3 separate regions of the Ovis aries genome follow, and regions 1 and 2 are each linked to region 3. The links are chromatin contacts, called in public Hi-C maps. All regions are on one chromosome and are shown on one strand. Each heading gives the region's core, a stretch centred on a gene start, on an enhancer-like site or on the middle of the called end of the contact. The rest is flanking DNA. Distances are from core to core; before and after follow the strand shown.

The links. Hi-C and Micro-C count contacts between places; a contact is called where the count stands out from the background.
Region 1: a contact with region 3 is called in a Hi-C map of hypothalamus, with 3 times the contacts expected there. The contact joins the promoter of ADHFE1 here to the promoter of MYBL1 in region 3. A contact is called at or near these places in 7 of 16 Hi-C or Micro-C datasets (blood, hypothalamus, liver and 3 more).
Region 2: a Hi-C map of hypothalamus shows a contact between it and region 3, with 2.1 times the contacts expected there. The contact joins the enhancer-like site here to the promoter of MYBL1 in region 3. A contact is called at or near these places in 3 of 16 Hi-C or Micro-C datasets (hypothalamus, skin fibroblasts and tail adipose tissue).

What each region holds. Positions count from the first base shown.
Region 1 is chr9:43,657,267-43,661,230 of ARS-UI_Ramb_v3.0, forward strand. ADHFE1 (alcohol dehydrogenase iron containing 1) reads left to right here and starts at 2,505. Exons shown (of 14, transcript XM_027973000.2): 1 at 2,505-2,587. The coding sequence starts at 2,532. It overlaps RRS1 (ribosome biogenesis regulator 1 homolog), which reads left to right. Exons shown (of 1, transcript XM_015097790.4): 1 at 1-721. The coding sequence ends at 291.
Region 2 is chr9:43,686,952-43,691,081 of ARS-UI_Ramb_v3.0, forward strand. All of the region lies in intron 13 of ADHFE1 (alcohol dehydrogenase iron containing 1), which reads left to right. Among named protein-coding and RNA genes, the nearest start is that of VXN, 26 kb to the right of the region's middle. Within about 2 kb of position 1,975, at least 11 of the 54 cell types and tissues checked have an H3K27ac peak or open chromatin away from gene starts, as enhancers often do. A contact at or near this core is called in hypothalamus, where this site is marked.
Region 3 is chr9:43,819,319-43,823,713 of ARS-UI_Ramb_v3.0, forward strand. It overlaps MYBL1 (MYB proto-oncogene like 1), which reads right to left and starts at 1,349. Exons shown (of 15, transcript XM_004011713.5): 1 at 870-1,349. The coding sequence starts at 889.

The DNA of each region.
Region 1 (3,964 bases), core at 1,255-3,754, 160 kb before region 3:
GAGATGCTGCGAGTGATGAACAGCAAAAAGCCTCAGTTGGACATTACGAGGGCCACCAATAAGCAGATGAGAGAGGAGGACCAGGAGGAGGCGGCCAAGCGGAGGAAAATGAGTCAGAAGGGCAAGAGAAAGGGGGCCCGACAGGGTCCCGGGGGTAAGAGGAAGGGGGGCCCGCCCAGCCAAGGAGGGAAGAGGAAAGGGGGTTTGGGAGGCAAGATGAATTCCGGACCTCCCGGCCTGAGTGGCAAGAGAAAAGGGGGGCAACACCAAGGAGGAAAGAGGAGGAAGTAAATTTCATCCTTGGACCTTCTCCTAAACCAAGAACTGTACTTAATGCTAAGTTCTAGATACAGTACCCAGATGCACAAGATTTGGCCACTGCCTTCACTGAGCTTGAGGTTAAAGGGCCAGGTTTACCCTCCTCTGAAGATGATATGTAAATGTTGGACTGGACAAATTAATGTATTTCCCACAACCAAAACTCTGGCTGGAGATTAAAGGTTGTATTTAAGAACATCTGAATTAGGGAAAGAATCTGTGAAAACTAGGAATGAGTTTTACTTTTAAACAGCCTTTTTTTTCCCTCTCTTTAAACTTTGGATGGGGTTTAAGGGAGAGACTTAACAGCTGGTTTCTGCATTATTTTGATGACAAGTTTGTGTATTTATCAAAGCATGTGGGAACAGAAAGGTTACATTTTAAGTAAAACCAATGACCTGGATACCTGGTACAGATTATTTTCATTTACTTTCTAGAAAACATAGCAGTTACATTATGATTTCAGCAAGACCACTTTTATTAGAAAAACTCATCCTGCTTTCGGTGTCAGATATAATACTGAAAGTGTGTCTCTTTCAAAAACAAAATTTGATGCTTTTCAACACTGAAAACATTAATTTGCTGTAAATGATAAATTTGGACTTCACTAAATAATGGTAATAATCCTCAATCTCAGTTTTTTTTTTTTTTTTTTTAATGTTTATTTATTTGGCTGTGCTGGGTCTTAGTTGCAGTATGTGGGATCTAGTTCCCAGACTAGGGATTGAACCCAGGTCCCCTGTATCGGGAGTGTGGAATCCTGGCCACTGGACCACTAGGGAAGTCCTAATCCTAATTTTATACTTAAATCTTTATCAGTATTTATATCCCAGGTGTTTTTTTTTTAAGCTTCAAGTGGGATCTGTTTGGGGAAGAGAGAAAGAAACCTACAAAATCCTTACTTGCAATATTACTACTATCTTTTGATTCATTTGTCAAATTGACCTGCTGCTGCTGCTAAGTCACTTCAGTCCTGTCCGACACTGTGCGACCCCATAGACGGCAGCCCACTAGGCTTCCCAGTCCCTGGGATTCTCCAGGCAAGAACACTGGAGTGGGTTGTCATTTCCTTCTCCAAGGCATGAAAGTGAAAGTGAAGTCACTCAGTCATGTCTAACTCTTAGCAACCCCATGGACTGCAGCCCACCAGGCTCCTGCCTCCATGGGATTTTCCAGGCAAGAGTACTGGAGTAGGGTGCCATTGCCTTGAGCTGATCTAATTAGCAGGTGAAACATTTACAGTTATCCTGGATGTCTTTCCCTAACGGATTTCAGTAACTAATCTTTGTAAAACTAAATACCTCCTGAAAAGGATTCACAGTATACAGATCTAGAATGGCGGGCTTTTCTGCTGTTGTTATAGCTCTGGGGAGCCACTCTACTCTTGCTTTTTGGTCGGACACCTGATAGGAAATCGAGAGTTTGTCTCATTTTTCCATTGTCCAATTTTTATAGTCTAGAAATTGCTATGAAGACGAGATTAATTCCGATTTCATAATAGGTTACTAAAAACACAGATGTTCAACTTACTGTCTCATACCTTCTGACAAAGTTGAACTGTGCCATCACTGATCATCGTTTCCACTGGGGCCTGGAGCACTTGGTGCTGTAAACCCTCCCTTCTCATGTAACCATGGCAAGTTTTAACCGTTAATTAAAAAAAGAAAACGTAATGGTATCCTGAACAGCTTCTTCCAAACCAAACCGTTTATAGAGCATTTAACACCTTTTAAATTCTTCTCAACTGTCTGGGATTTTCTGTTGTTTGCTTTGTTTGGGAATTTTTCTGCCTTTTGTTTTGTGACTTGATCTAGCAGTTGCACACAAAACTAGTCTTGTTAAAAAAGGGGGGATGCAAAGTTCTTATTTACCGTTAAATTGAAATACAGTTGTGTTAGTTTATTCTGAAAATACACTTAAGGCAAAAGAGCATTTTAAAGGAGCGGGGGTCGCTGCCCTTGTTTCTCCCTCCCCCACGTCCTTGCCTTGTGAAATAGACAGGAGAGCAGACCAAAACCCTACGGAGCAGTTACCTGTATGGCAATTTCGAACGTGGACAATGAGACTTTGCGGCTGGGGCAGCCGTAGCTTCAACTAGTGGGAAAATGTTCCGCCGCTGAGCGCTGTGGCTGGGGTGGGCGGAGGAGAAGCGGAGGCCGGGATTGGCCGGCGGCGGAGGGGGCGTCGCCGCGGGAGGAAGACTCGGCTCAGCCATGGCCGCCGCTCGCGCCCGGGTAGTGCACTTGCTGAGGCTTCTGCAACGCGCAGCGTGAGTGCGGGGCCGGCCGGACGGGCGGGCAGGCAGGGGACCCTAGGGTGCGGCGGAGCCCCCGGGGAACGACCCGCCCGGGCCCGCGCGTTCTTCCTCGGATCATTTTCCGGGACGCGGTACCGCAGAGCGCTGCGGCCTGGACTCCGCTGTCAGTGTGCCAAGTAGCCAAGCAGCCAAACGCAGCCACTTGTACTTCGCCTGATCTACCATTGAAACTAAGGTCGAGAGAGGAGAGCTCCAGGTCCCAGTCGAGGCAGACAGCGGACAGCTTGGCACAAGCTGTCCAAGACAAATGCATGTATCCAATCAGCACATACTGGGTGTATGGTAATGCACCAGAAACTATTCTAGGTGCTGGGGGTACAAGGACAAGAGGCTTTAGATCAGTTTAAAGTTAGCAGAGAATTGCATGAGGGGATAGCAGTAAAGTTAGGCATTGGTTCAGTGGTAGCATTCTTGCCTTCCACGTGGGAGGCCTGGGTTCTGATTCCTGGCCAATGCAATGTCCTTATGTTGGGGCTTCCCAGGTGGCACAGTGGTAAAGAAATCTCTGCCAATGCTGACACAAGAGCGGTGGGTTTGATCCCTGGGTGGGGAAGATCCCCTGAAGAAGGAAGTGGCAACCTGCTGCAGTATTTTTGCTTGGGAAAATCCCAGGGACCAGTCCATGGAGTCACGAAGAGTCGGACATGACTTAGCCACTGAGCACGTGCACAGGGATGAAAGGGGTCTGTGCAGAACGCAGAGGACAGGATGCAGGAGAGAGGGAAGGATGTGAAGACCGAGGTGACCCGCAAAGGGACTCAGCCACACATATACATGTATACATTCTCCCCCAAACTCCCCTTCCATCCAGGTTGCCACATAACATTGAGCAGAGTTCTATGTACTAGTTATACGTTAGATCCTTGTTGGTTATCCTTTTTAAATACAGCAGTGTGTATATGTCAATCCCAGACTGGGTTGCGGTGGGGGGAGGGGGTGGTGGGATGGGGGGGAGGGGGTTGATGATGCAGGAGAGCAAAGGAAGAATTGTTCGTTGTGATGTTTTGAGAAGCTGAGCAGAGCTGAGATTTAGTATGCAGGGGAGAGGTTGGCCTTTGCTAAGATACGGCCAGTTTTATCAGTGATACCAGGAAGGAAGTCAAAATAATTGTGCCAGACCCAGAAGGTGTGTAGATGAGAGCCTGGCTGTAACTTTGCAGAGTTCAGGAGGCCAAGGAAATGAAGTCAGCAGGATGTGGGTGAGGAAGAGAGAAACCAGAGGGTGAGCAAGCCAGAGGGGAGAGGAGGGTGAGAATTTTAAGCATGAAACTCTTAACTATGATGACAAGGATCAAATAAGGGGAAGGCTGGGACATATGGGACAGATGG
Region 2 (4,130 bases), core at 725-3,224, 130 kb before region 3:
AGTTTCAGAATGGCGCACACGCAGCAGACTCATCTTCACTTGTTAGGTGGACTGCAGCCTGCCAGGCTTCACTGGTTGCTGCAGAGAACATCACCAGAAAGGATGCTTTGTGTAGTCGACACTCAATAAGGCTTCTTTTATGTTTAGCAAAGGGGAATCGGTTTTCGCTGGAAGGAACAACCAGGCCAGTCATTCCTGACCAAACAGCACAGCCCCTACTGGTGGCAGTGCACCGGAGCCCGGAGGACAGAGGTGTCCAGTCGCCATAGCCTGGCTGCTTGGGGGCAGGCAAAAATACATGAATCTTCCAGGCTAGATTTCTGAAACCTCTGGAAAGAAACATTTACATCTCAAATCAAAACATCTCATTACTGAGAAGAGCTGTGGACCAAAATGAGCACTTCCACTCCCTGGCAGACAGGACCATTGAAATGTTGCTTTATGAATGAGCTAAAAGTGGTAGTCTGAATTTATTTCGGTGTCTGCGTTACTCACTTGTCCTTCAGTCTTGTGTGTCTATAAATAATAGCATGGTGCAGAGCATGTCTGATTCCTCAGATATTAGCTTTTACAGGGTACGGGTGATCCGTGCAAGGAAATATCACAGACTTTAAGGAAATTTGACTTCCCTGGTAGCTCAGACGGTAAAGCGTCTGTCTACAATGTGAGACACCTGGGTTCGATCCCTGGGTTGGGAAGATTCCCTGGAGAAGGAAATGGCAACCCACTCCAGTACTCTTGCCTTGAAAATATCATGGACAGAGGAGCTTGGTGCAGGCTACTATTCATGGGGTCGCAAAGAGTCGGGCACAACTGAGCGACTTCACTTTAAGGAAATATCACAGACCTTACCCTCGTGGAACCCGTTGTTTGTTGTTGTTGTTGTTGTTGTTGTTGTTGTTTAGCAATGAAGTCATGTTTGCTTTGTGACCCCTTGGACTGTAGCCTGCCAGGCTTCTCTTTCCATGGGATTTCTCAGGCAAGAACAGTGGAGTGGGCTGCCATTTCCTTCTGCAGAGGTTCTTCCCAACCCAGGGATCGAACCTGTGTCTCTTAGGTCTCCTGCATTGGCAGGCAGGTTCTTTACCACTGAGCCACCAGGGAAGCCTGGAACCAATTGTTGGGAGTCAGAAATGTGAAAAAGAAACTGAGCTCAGCTTGGCCTGAGCTGAGAGTCCTGAACTACGTCACCCAAGATGAACAGGGTTGTTTTAAGAGCCCTTGAATCTTCCCCTGTGGCTCAGCCTGAAATGCAGGAGATTCAGGTTTGTCCCTGGGTCAAGAAGATTCCCTGGAGGAGGGCATAGCAACCCACTCCAGTGTTCTTGCCTGGAGAATCCCATGGATGGAGGAGCCTGGCAGGCTACAGTCCCTACGGTTGCAAAGAGCTGGACACGGCTGAGCGACTGAGCACGCGTGCACAAGGGCCCTTGAGCTCATCAGATAAGCCTCTGCTGTTATGAACAGAATGTGGCCGTCTCCAGCCACAGCAAATACCCAACTGCAGTCCTGGACCCGCCACAAACAAGCGTGTACATAAGTCACCGTGAACAAGTCTCTGCCATGCTGTGGATTTTCAGAATTCTTTAGCATCTGTACAAGATGTGTTGGGATAAGAGTTTTACCTTGGCTTCACCCGTGCTCTTCAGCAGTGTCCCTGAGCCTTCTTCTATCTGTCCATCCATTCCTGTTTTTTCAATTGTGGTAAAACATACCTGACATAAAATTTACTATTTTAATCATTTTTAAGTGTACAACTCAATGCCATTAAGTACACATAAGTGGTATGCAACCAGTAGCACTATCCATTTCCAGGACTTTGATTTTTTCATTTTCAGAACTTCTTTTTTGGCTGTGTTGGATTGTCCTTGCTGCATGCAGGTTTTCTCTGGTTGCAGCAAGCAGGGGTCACTCTCTGACTGCGGTGCTCGGGCTTCTCATTTCAGTGGCTCCTCTCGCTGTGGAGCTCCAGCTCTAGGGTGCACTGGCTTCAGCGGCTGTAGCACATAACTCAGTCACTGCACGCTCGTGGGCATGCCCCAGATCAGGGATCACACCGGTGTCCGCTGCACTGCAAGGCAGATTCTTAACCACCAGGGAAGCCCCCAGAATTTTTGAATCACCCCAGATAGCAGCTCTTCTCTATCGCTGAATGGTAAACAGTAACTCCCCACACTCAGAGGAAGAGTCCCAGCCTGGGGCAGCCTCTATTCTTTCTGTCACTCTGAATTTGCCTATCCTAGGTACTTCATGTAAGTGCAATCATACAGTATTTGTCCTTTTGTGTCTGCATAATGTCTTCACTTAGCATAATGCCTTCAGTGTGTCAGAATGCCATTCCTTCTTATGGCTGAATAACATTTCGTCATGTGGACAGGCCGCATTTTGTTTATCTGTTCAACTGCAGCTGGGCACTTGGGTTGTTCCCACTGGTCTGCTACTGTGAATAGTGCAACTATGAACATCAGTGTACAAGTATCTGTTTTAGTCCTCGCTCTCAGTTCACGTGGGTATATATCCAAGGAATAGGCGTGTTGGATCACAGGGTAATACTGTGTTTAACTGACCAGCTGCCATAGTGGCTGTATCATTTACATTCTCACCAACAATGCATGAGGGATCCAGTTTCTCTGCAGTTTCACCATTATTTTCCATTCTTTGGATAGCCATCCCAATAGGTATGAATGGTAACTCACAGTTTTCACTTGTATTTTCCTAATGACATTGAGCATCATTTCATGTGCTTGTTAGCCACATATCTTCTTTGAAGAAACATCTATTCAACTCCTTTGTCTATTTTTGAGTTGAGTTGTTTGGAGTTTTTAGCTATTTAGTTGTAGCAATTATGTATCTATTTTGGATACTAACCCCTTATCAGATATATATATGATTTGAAAATATTTTCTCCCATTCTGTAAAGTTGTCTTTTCACTCTTGATACAGTATCCCTTGAGGCATAAAAGTTTTAAATTTTGATGTAGTCCAGTTTATCTCTTTTTTCTTTTGTTGCTTGTTTGCTGATGTCATATCCAAGAAGTCACTGCCAAACCCAGTCATTAACATTTTCCCATTTTCTTCTAAGAGTTTTAAGGTTTTAGCTCTTACATTTAGGTCTTTATATTTAGATGCATTTAAAGTTAATTTTTTTTAATGCGTCCTTCTTTTCATTTTACCTCACAAATACTTACTGGCATCTTAATATATATCATGAATTGTATGGGATACAGCTAAGAAAATAAAGTCCCTTCCATCCCTCATGGATCTTACATTCTAGAGAGGAAGACAGACAATGGACATCTGATCAAATCTATAAATAAGATATGAATGAAATCACTTCACATAATGATAAGCAGTCTGAAGGAATCCTGGGTGATGAGATAGTGATTTCACATGGGACAGTGTGGCAGGAACTCCAGCGGATGTGGTCAGAGAAGGCCTCTGGAGGCTGAGGCAGATGGGTGAAGAGCTGAGAGAAGCATTTCAGGCAGAGGGGAAAGACCCTGAGATAGGGTGAAGACAGCATTTTCATGGGACTGAAAAGGGATGGTGGGTCCACGTGAGCTGAGTGAGTGTGAGAAGAATCAGAGCTGGGGTGAGAAGCAGGGCCAGGGTGAGAAGCAGGGGATATGGTTTTGTTCTTCTAGTTGCATTGGAGGGTGTTAAGCAAGGAAATGGTGTGATCAAACTTGTAATGTGGGACCATCACTCTGGCTGCCGTCGGGGAGAATGGCCTGAAGAGGCTGAGAGTGGAGCAAAAGTGGAAGTAGCTCTTAGAGGACTTTCAAGTGGGACAGGAGCATGCAGTGAGTAAGACAGGCTGTGGTGGATGGAGAGGTGAGAAGCGGTCTGACTGGGGATTTATTTGGCAGGTAAATCTGACAGACTTGCTGATGGACTGAACTTGCAGAGAACAGAAAGAGCAATCAAAGATGACTCCTAGGGACTTCGCTGGTGGTCCAGTGGCTAAGACTTCATGTTCCCAATGCAGGGGACCTGGGTTTGATCCCTGGTCAGCGAACTAGATCCCACATGTTGCAACTAAATATCCTTCGTGCTACAACCAAGCCCTGGAGCAGCCAAATAATTTTTTTCTTTTAAGGGATGACTCTAGGGTTTTGCCTAAGGAAAAG
Region 3 (4,395 bases), core at 99-2,598:
TTCATATTTATTGAATAATACTGACAACTAAAAGACACCCTAGTGTTTTTTGTCATATGAGTGATTCCTACACACTCAGTTTAGGAGTAGCTACTAGAGTGACCTTTAAATAAAACCGAAATGCATAAATTCATCCTAGCAAGTTTTCCAAAACCACCACCACCAAAGAAATGCCCTACCTCTATGCAACCCTCAGGTACAGAGTCCAACGGACACACAAAATATTAACTGAATCAAATACATTGTTTTAAGATCAAGTTACTGGTGTTAACAGTGTGACATCTTCCCAGTAGAAGGAAACTGCGACTATGGGAATGGTAATCACAGTAGACATCAAAAAAGTACTCTCTCCTCAGCTATTCCTCAGAGGACTTCCACACCTTTCAAGATAGCAGAGGGGTCCCCAACCCAGGTGTATGACAGAGCCCCTGTTTGTAACTGGCTCAGGAATTCAGAGAGAAAGAGGCCCTAGGAACAGCATTTTCAGGCCGTCCCAGCAGGACACCACCACCTTCCGGTGCGGAGCGTATTCCCTGAAAGCGCACCAACTTACCTGCCAACAAATCCCAAGAAGTGGCTGTGGGACAGTGGGGAGCTGGACAAATGCTGTGGGGAGACTCGACTCCAAGGAGCCGCCTGGGCATCTGTTACTCACTTTCTGAGTCCGAAATGCCCTGGTCCCCAACTCTCCACACGTCACGGCTGCGCTCTGGCCAGCGGGCCGAGACGGCTGTAGCGCAGCGGGAAGGAAAACTTCTGCCCTGGCCTCGGAGGGCCCAGGTAGGCGCGGGGGGGATCTCAGCGGGAAAGGAAAGGGAATCTGAGCCGAGGCTGTGCCCACAGGCCTGGGCGAAAGGGATGTCACCCACCTGCGCGACCTCTTCGCCATCCTTCAAGTACCGCATAGGCGCGGGCTGGGCGGGGACGCGGGTCAGCCTCCTCCAGCCTCGGGCGAATGCTCCTTCTCTCCGACCCTCCCCCGCCGCTTCCCTCGCTCCCGCTCCGAGGCCGACCGAGTGCGGAACGCAGGTCCCCGGCAGGGCAGGACGGAGGGACGGAGGGGCGGACCGCGACCCGCCCCCGGCCCGCAGCGCTGCTTCTTAGCCCCGGCCCGGCCCGTTCAGGGATGCCCCCAACATGTCAGCAGGCGCGCTCCCGCCCTCTCTCGGCCCCTCCCGCCGCCTCTTAGCCTCCTCGCCTTGGTCCCAGCGCGGCTCTGCCGCGGGCGCCGACCCCCGCCCTCTCCCCGCAGCGGGCAGCTCTGCAGGGCTCGTAGCCTCCTGCAGGGTTTTGTCCGCACCGCCGAATCTCGCGCCCAGCCTCCCTCAAGAGCCGCCGTTTGAATCTGCGCACGCGGCCCCGAACCTCATTGGCTGTGGCGGCCGCACGCGGGGGGACGAGGGCGGGGCGGGGAGAGCGCGCGCGACTTAGGGCGGGGCTGGGGAGCTGGAAGCCGGGACTGGAACTCGCGGGAGTCCGGGAAGGAGCTGGGAGCCAGTGGGTGTGGCCGTAGGCCCGGCTCAAAGGTCTTGCTGTGACAGGACCCGGAGCGCGCCGAGCGCCGCACCCGAGGGGGCGGGGCGCTAAGGGCCGCGCGGGGCCTGCTGGGAAAGTGAGTTCCAGGCTCTCCGAGAGGCGTGTCCGGAAGCGGCGGCGAGAGTCCAAGCTTCTCCGGGAGCGTGGACGGTGTCTCTAGGGGTTGAGCAGTCCGGTTCACCGCAACCTTCTCTCGTCCAAAGCTCCTCAGTTCTCAGAGGCATCCCTCCTCACTAGTTAGGAGGCTTAGTCTTTGGATTTGAGACAAACCTAACCATAAAATTTGCGCGGCCGTTACTGTTTAAGCAAAAATGCGAGGTTTTTTTTTGGCCAGACATCATAACTACTAATCTAGCGAAGACTGTAGCGGGAAGGAGCAGGAGTGTGACAGGTGAAAAAGTTTTTAGTTGGACACATGGAACGGGAAAGGGAAATAATCCGGGTCTGCGGCTGGCCTTCAAAGTACTTTAATCTCCTATCCGACTCTTCGGGAAATAACTGCTGTGCTCGATGAAGGAGCCCTGGTCCAGAAGGAGAATGCAGGAAGACAGGAGCGGACTGGGAATTTCGCCCAGATAAATGAGTAGTCAACGGCAGAAGGTGACCTTCTCTCGCAAGAGAGACGAGAGGAAGTGGGGAACCGCCCTGCAGGACCTTCTAGCAGTTACAACTACTCTAGAGGTTTCAAGTCTAATACCTACGAAATGCTCAGTTCAAGCAGCATGAAAGTAGATTACAGTAACGATTAGAAATGGTAAAGGATGCAAATTTGCAAGGTAACATGCTCTACTGCATAGAGCACGAAACCACATGTTAATATTGTAACAGACTTATATTTTGCTATTTTGAAAATTTACACATCAGTTTTTGCAAATCAGAGATGCAGGTGCAAATGTGTACCAAGAAGAGCTTGCATGCACTACTTTCAAAACTTAAAACACCTGCCTTTTTATAGTTCCTTTTTCTCAAGGTATGGATTCTGGTAAGGTAAAACAGTCTTTCAAATCATTCCTTACTATGTCGCTAGTTCACTTAAAAAAGAAAACCTAATTTAGAAAGTAATGTCTTTTGAAAACAATGTTTTCTTTACTCCTGGGCCATGCATTACTCCGCTTATTTACATCCTAACAAGAAGCAGAGTTTCTGCTATATTTTAGGCTGTAGTCGGTTTTATACAGAATACTATTTTAGAGCTTGAAGAGAGTTATTTTAGATTTTGACAGCAAAGCGAATTCTTTTCATGTTAGAGATAGAGAAAAATATAATTCCTCAGAAAGATAACATTGCAGATTCATTTAAATTAGTTACAAAAAAACAAAATGTGGGCTTCAAGTGATTCACAGTTGTTTGAGTACACATACTCAAAGATACCATAACCTGTGACTTGGGTTTTTTTTTTAATCAAAACATATCTTTAATAAATAAATTTTACTTCTCAAAACTCAATAATGAGAAAAGCAATAAAAAATGGGAAGTTAGGGCAGACGCTTCACCAAAAAAGATATACAAATGGCAAATAAGTAGCATGGAGAGGTGCTCCACATCATTAATCATTAGAGAAATGCAAAATAAAAGCTCAGGAGGTACCACTGAAAAGCTTTTAGAATAGGAGGGGGAATACTGTACTAGTGTTGGTGGAAATGAAGAGGCTGAGCAAATATTAACTTTCATACATTGCTGATAGGAACACAAATGAAACAGCCACTTTGGAAAACGGATGTTTACAGTGGCTTTATTTGTAATCACCAAAAGCTGAAAACACAAGGAACACTGTCACACATGTACTCCTCAGCATCCCAGGAGTTCGTTTTGAATAGTCTGTAAATGCTTCCCAAGTCTTTCCACAGAAATACAGGGGAAAATACCAAGGGGGGCAAAGGCTGGGGACAAGTGCTGGAAATTTCCTTGAAAACTGTCTTAGTTTTAAAAACTCATTTGTAACTATAAAAATGAGTTTAAATTGTGAAAGTAAAAATGAGTGATTTACTTTCTCACTCCAAATCTTTAAATAAATCACCTCATTATTACTAATAGTAAATAAATGAGCAGAAGGTACACCATGCTTATCTTTCACATGACTGTACCAGCTTCTTATCCTAGAGGGGCCAAGTACCCCCAAAGATTTGCCAGTGTTAGTGTGAAAAGCTTATGCTGGTTTAATATAGTACCTAATACACTGTAGTTTCAGTAGAGCTGTATCAACCATTTCCATGATTAGATTTTTGTCTAACTATTGTTAGATTGTCCAGCCCTTAGAATAGTGATGCAGTCAGATGCGCAATATAACTGCAAAATGAATGGAAAAATATAAATAAGTACATAAGTAAATATGCTTACCAGAATGCAAAATGTACAAATTAAACCAGATTTGAAATACCATTTTATGACTACTAAGATAGCAAAATTTTTCTAAATCCTGCCAACAAAGTTTGAATAATTCTTTGATGTATTAAAACTGGTATAATCCTTTTGGAAAGCAATACAGAGCAAAACCCATAAATGTGTGCACAGCCTTTGACAAAAACTTAGCTTTAGAAATATAATTCAATACAAGCAAAAAAGATGGGCTTCAATGCTAATAGTAGTATATTCCATTAGAACCCCAGTTTGGAAGCATTCACATTTTTAGACTAGTTTAATGGTTGTTGGCAGAAAAAAAAAAATTGTATAGCCAGTAAAAAATAGTGTAATATTAAGGCAGTGCCATTAAACGGCTACTACACTACTAGGCCCTCCTTGGTGCTTCACATGCATTAGTCTTAGGTAACATCCACAACTGCTATAATCGTAACAACTCTGAGGAGAAGGGGACGACAGAGGATGAGATGGCTGGATGGCATCACTGACTCGACGGACGCG